2 separate regions of the Capsicum annuum genome follow, and region 1 is linked to region 2. Evidence: chromatin contacts called from public Hi-C data. All regions are on one chromosome and are shown on one strand. The core of a region is the stretch at or near the end of the contact, and the rest is flanking DNA. Distances in the headings are between cores, read along the strand shown.

Region 1 (3,137 bases), core at 299-2,798, 270 kb before region 2:
TAACGAGGTAATTTGGTAATTTCCTGATGTTTGATGGCTGCTGTAGCCGTGGCAATTCATTTACTCAAATTGGTGATCCCACCTACATTTCTCATGCTCCTGCAAGCTTTTGCTTACTATTGCAACTCATGATATTTTTGGATTGAAATAACATCTACATATTTAAAAGCTAGTAAACATACAGTAAGTTATGATAATTGATAAATTTAAAATATTTAAAAGATATATAAAAAATTATTATCATAAAAAAAAATTGATTAAGTCATAAAATTTTAAAAGTGATAAATAAATTGAGACAAAAGAAATATTATTTTCATTTATACTATTAGCAATGAAATTAATTATACTTTAAAAACAAGTCTACTATCTGATTTCATATTGTTGGGCTCATGCCTTTCACAGGCGTTTCCCAACTAGTTATATACTCCCCCCATCCCAAAATAATTAAATTGGTAGGGGCATAACACACCCCTTAAAAAAAATATTTATGACATAAATTGTTGGTTACTTTCCGCTATCATCATTTTAATTGTCCTTAAATTGCTCTCCTTGAAAATGTGAAGTACTTGACAACCTCATTAAATAAAAGGATAAAATTGAAAAAAAAAAAATCAACATGTCTCTTAAAAAATGAACAATTCATTTGTTTTGAACATTGAAAAATAGCTCAACAATTCATTTATTTTGAAGTTGAGGGAGTATAAAAGACCAACTGATCAAATGATCCTCTCTCCATTCATTTTCACTTGTTACATTTTGACTTAACATGTCAATTAAAAAAATAATTACTAATATAGATATTACCATAGTACACCTAATAATTAATGGTTATTATTATGTCTATAAACTAACTTAATAAATAATTAATGTTACGAATAAAATAGGAAAAAAATTATTTTTTTATATATTTTAAAAATGACAAGTAAAAATAAAAATTCAATTAAAAATGACAAGTAATTCTTATCTAAGCGATAATTACTATGAAAAACAAGTTGATATATATATATGATAAGATTCAAAAACATGATAACAAATTTTGTACTAGTAGCCACTATAACTCCAACTGATTATTTGCTATTTCCTTGGCTGTTTAATGCTATTTGTCTTATTTAATTAATACGTACTTATTTTTCTCTCGCAAAACATAGACACAAGAAAAAGAAAAACAATGTGAAATTAATTAGCATAAACAAAGTTGGAAATAGCACAAAAGATGTAAAATAATAAAAGAACAAATTGGTGATCGGAAGAGACATTGCCTCATAACATTAGTTGCAGCGTGGATTTCTGCCAGGGCCTCCATAATAGAAATGGGTACCCCATTCACTGCTATAAGCACTTTTGATATTATAGCAATCAGTGTTCTCAGCTAAGATTGATATGTCTTGGGCTGAGCTGAGACTATTATCAGAGTCCACAATTTCAAGATTTCTGAAATAGCTTGCTTTCCTAAACCCATCATCAGCAAAATGGCCTGAACCCATTTGAGTGGATGTATGTTCTCCGTTGGCCCGTGAATTTACTACCTCTCCTCCCCACTCCACCATCGTCGCTTGATCCGCTAAGTGCGTAAATAACTCTGCGGGCCAATAACCCACTAGTGTGTTATCACCAAACACCATCCACCAATTCCCTAGCTTTGGATCCTAAACATATATATACACAAAAACAATTAACACTTTTAGATTGTAAAAAATTATTATTGTAATTTGACCGGCTACAGTCGAGATTAGTATTCTATTTTCCAGATTACGTTTCTACCTAATTTATTTTTTGAGAGAATGATGGCTAAAATGCAAAAAGAAGCAGGGGGTTTAAAAGGGACCTTCCAAATGAGTATAGTGACATCATACTGACTTCCTTCGACGGAAGAAACAGGAGAAATGGCAGCACCAATGGCTATTCTGCTATTTGTTTGGACAAATCCTGCACATAGTAGGTTGTAGCATCCTGTTGCTTGGTAGGAATCACTCTGTTCTTTTAACAAAAAATTATAGTGTTATATAATATAGTTTTAAGTGTGTTTTTTCATAGAACGTAACACATAAAGTTCTAAGTTATCATCAAGAGCTTAATTAGAAGGATTTGTTATCTGCTGATTTCTTGACGCATCCACACGTTAATGACATTAACTGTAACACAACCATGTGCATTGAAAGAAAAGTAATTTGATCCATTGCGTTAATCTCTTTCACTAAGCACAATTCAAGGATAGTTGGACCGCATCCCCTGTACGTACTATGAAAACGGTAAGGGCTCTTTAAAAAAAAAGGTATAAGAAATATATAATTCCATAGTATTACATATGATCAATTGATTATATAAAATCCTCCATAAACGAATACGTCCTTCATTTCAAAATACGTATCACAATTGTTTTTTTTAATCAAACGACATAAATTTTAACCAGCATTGTAAGATTAATTTTTTCATTATATTGACTCTCAAAAAGCAAAACAACAAAACTACCGAAAATATAGGAAATGTATATAATTTCCCCACATAGTTTAAATCTCCTTTTGTTCATTTTAACATTTTCATGATGGATTTTGCATCTTACTTTTTAGGATGAGTTATATTCTTAAGCGATCATCTATATTAACTAGTGGCTTATCGCCTATATGGTAAGCACAGACTCAATATTTATATTTTTTTATTTTAATTTATATGACATATTTTGCTTTTTAATTTGTTCAAAAAAAATGTCACTTTTCTATTTTTTAGAAATAATTTGTTTTTATAATTTTATTTTATTTTTTATTGAAATATTTTATGATCACACAAAATTTAAGATTAATTTATACTACAAATTTTAAAAATAGCATATTATTTTTTTTACTCCGTGCTTAATTAAATGGTGTCATATAAATTGAAATGAAAAAAATAATTAAAAAATTAAAATCTAATTTTCTTGTTTGTATATTGTCTGCTTCATCTATTCGTACTGAATAAAAAATAAATTTTGATATTAAGATCTTAGCTCGTAACTATGTATTTAATATTTTGTTTGAATCCAATCATTTAAATCTTAACAAGTGTACTACCTCTCATATTCCCTTTTTTGACACGGATAAGACTATTGCAACGTACTTCATCTAACCATTTTTAATTTATTATTTTATATCTATTTTATCCTT
Region 2 (3,002 bases), core at 66-2,565:
ATAATTACTTCAACACGCATGAAATAACCATAAATATCGACCTCGTTAAGTCATTGTCATTGACGTGATGGCAGTGGCCACACTCGACAGCGGCTGCCGATGGCAGTGACGAACTGAGCAAACAACTGCCGACTGCCGTTGACGATGTTGAAATTTCAAATGAACTGACAAACTGAGGATGGTTTAGCGCCGCTGCAGCCTTCACGGTAATGTTCAAGGCTAAAGCAAAGCAGTATATTAGGATTTAGGGTTACTAAATGATTATAATTTATATATTTATATGTTATATTAGATTATATTATATTTTTAGTACATTTGCAAATATAATATATATGTATATATATATATATATATATATACATATTTATATATAAATTATAATATATTATTTATATAATTTTAGTTTTTCAATTTATCCAAAAAAAAATTGAAAATCGAAAAACCAAACCGTTTAACCAAATTTCTAAAATTTGAAACCTAAACCAATTCAAAAAATCAAAAAAACAAACCAAAATTAAATTTCAATTCCGTTTTTTAATTTTTCCGATTTAAACCAAAATATGCGCATTTGTCTTTGAGAGAGAGAGAGAGCTATCACTTTAGCGAGCTGTAGGACAAACTACATTCAAGAGGAAAAAGGAAACTTTGAATAGAAGGATCAGTGCCCGTAGCAGTCTGTCAATCAAAACTTGATCGAAAAACCAGTGTTTATTGAAGAAGCTATAGAGTCGATTCATATCTAATCAGCTGATATACTAATGCATTTAAATTCTTCTTAAAAAGACGTGTTGAGCTTTCTTTCCCTTCGCTAACCCCCATAGTTGGGAGGAGTCAGGGCTCTGACCGCGTGCTTGTTGAAGAATGAGCCACGTCTTTGGATCCTGCTTAGGGGCGGCTTTCACTTTCGGCATCCATTAAACTTTACTGTTCCGTACTAAATTCCAGTTCCGTTCTAGAAGTAGTTAATTTCTCAAATTCCCTAGGAGCACAGTGCTCCGTGGATCTTTCTTTTCGACGATATACTAAGCGCCAAGCCTACCTGGGTTCTGTCAACACGCCGATCCTTGGACCTATTCTATTCAGTCCAAACAAAGAACAATCAATGATTTTCTTGATGGCATTTCTAAATGAGAATGAGTCAGAGGAGAGGGGTGGTTGGATCAAGCTTGAAAGGAATGGACGGGCATAGGCTTAATAGTGAACGCAGACTGCAACTAGATATGAGATCAATGACAACAATAAAAGAAAGATGGTATAACGACCATACGAGTCCCCATTGATCCCACTTCACAGCATACCACATTTGAGGGGATGTAAATTGATAGGATCATTGAACATAGCATCACATCACATATTTTATTATTGTTATACATAGTAGTGCTCCTTATTAACTGGTATTTTTGAGTTATTGAAATTTTTGTGCCTGTAGGATATTCTTTTAACATTCTTTATTCGATATAGCGACTAAGCTCAGCCAACCCATAATACCTACTGATTACTAGTGATTTATTCTCTCTACACCTTATTTATGCAGATCTCCACAGCAGTCAACAGCGCAAATTTTGATCGTAAAATGATACTTCATTAAAGGTGAGCTCCTCGCATTCAGAGCCCTTGAACCAACTTCTTCTGTTCTTATTCCTGTCTGTCTTCGAAATGACATGCTTGAATTGGTTTCATTTATACTTATTTTACTTCTTATGAAAGTGATATTTGGATTTTGATTATTGCATTTACGATTAATATTATAACCATGAAGTTTGCTATGTTCTTGTTATGAAAGGTTGGTTTACCTACTGGGAGAAGTAGGTGCCATCACAACCCTAGCCTTTGGGTCATGACACAACCAAGTTGGTTTACCTAATTGGGGAAGTAGGTACCATCACAACCCTAATTTTTGGGTCGTGACAACCAGTGATTGGACAACGCACATAAATATTATTTCATTCGATTGTGGGTTACATGACCTCATTCGAGAGACGAGGCAATCAAACCAAAATGACATTAATTCAGGACCCGATTACAGGTTATATTCAAGCCTGTTTACTGCTATTACTCAACTGATTGAAAAGGGAAAATATGGAATACGCCAGTTGCCAACAATACAAACCGCACAAATGATTTTACACACATAACTTAAACTCAACATGTACTGTTATGATGTAATGTTGAGGAAAACATAGTGGCTTTGCATCTTACTGAATACGTACCTACAACAATATCCCAGCTTGGCAAGAAATTTCCCTTTCTGAGGAAACCGGAATTTGAACCTTCAAGTCAATTTGAAGTGAATAACCAGGATAAAAAAAAGAATGCTGAGATATGAAATCATTTGTCACGTCTTCCTGAACCAAACAGTCTCGTATGTCTTTATTTGTGAATAACCACCAGAAAACAGGTTTTCTGAAGTTGGTATCTGCAATATAATGACATACACACCTACGGCAAATAGAGGATATCACAGTAAACTTTCATCCCAGAATCGACTTTCAGTGAAAGCAACCGTTTCACCACTGTTAATATACTTCCCCTTATAGTTTTGTGTCTCTAGTCTATACTGGTCATAAAAGTGGTAATTTGTAGCACAAAGGTTATTACTTATCACTGAAAGGAAAATGAGTACTGTCACAGTGTAATAAAAACGGTGATTTCCTATATTTGGAGAAAATTTACAAAATTTAGACAAGAATGTGAGCTCCCTGCCTTTCCTCGAAGGCAGGCTATTTAATCTCAATATAAAAAATATCGGAAGCACAATCCACCCGGCATCAAAAAATGGCAGATATCAAACTCATCCTTATTTGCTTACATCTATATGTATAAGATGGTTACTGTAAATAATTAAATCTCAAGCAAAACTTCCACTTCTACTTGTCTCACTGACCTTGAGGATAAGTAGTTTGGAGGCAAAAGAGTGATTTACGGTCATAATCTTGTCAGCCACTTGAGGCGTCCTTATCGCTATCTCCACTCTCATCACTGCAACATGAACAAAGTCAGAA

The links. Hi-C and Micro-C count contacts between places; a contact is called where the count stands out from the background.
Region 1: a Hi-C map of leaf shows a contact between it and region 2, with 3 times the contacts expected there. The contact joins two enhancer-like sites. A contact is called at or near these places in 2 of 5 Hi-C or Micro-C datasets (leaf and placenta).

What each region holds. Positions count from the first base shown.
Region 1 is chr12:82,129,887-82,133,023 of UCD10Xv1.1, reverse strand. It overlaps LOC107849162, which reads right to left. Exons shown (of 7, transcript XM_016693802.2): 6 at 1,826-1,972; 7 at 1,156-1,646. The coding sequence ends at 1,269. Among protein-coding and RNA genes, the nearest start is that of LOC107849162, 18 kb to the right of the region's middle. Within about 2 kb of position 1,548, at least 5 of the 5 cell types and tissues checked have an H3K27ac peak or open chromatin away from gene starts, as enhancers often do. A contact at or near this core is called in leaf, where this site is marked.
Region 2 is chr12:81,857,309-81,860,310 of UCD10Xv1.1, reverse strand. LOC107850201 (protein ILITYHIA) reads right to left here. Exons shown (of 60, transcript XR_007048696.1): 59 at 2,885-2,979; 60 at 1,919-2,439. Among protein-coding and RNA genes, the nearest start is that of LOC107850201, 60 kb to the right of the region's middle. Within about 2 kb of position 1,315, at least 4 of the 5 cell types and tissues checked have an H3K27ac peak or open chromatin away from gene starts, as enhancers often do. A contact at or near this core is called in leaf, where this site is marked.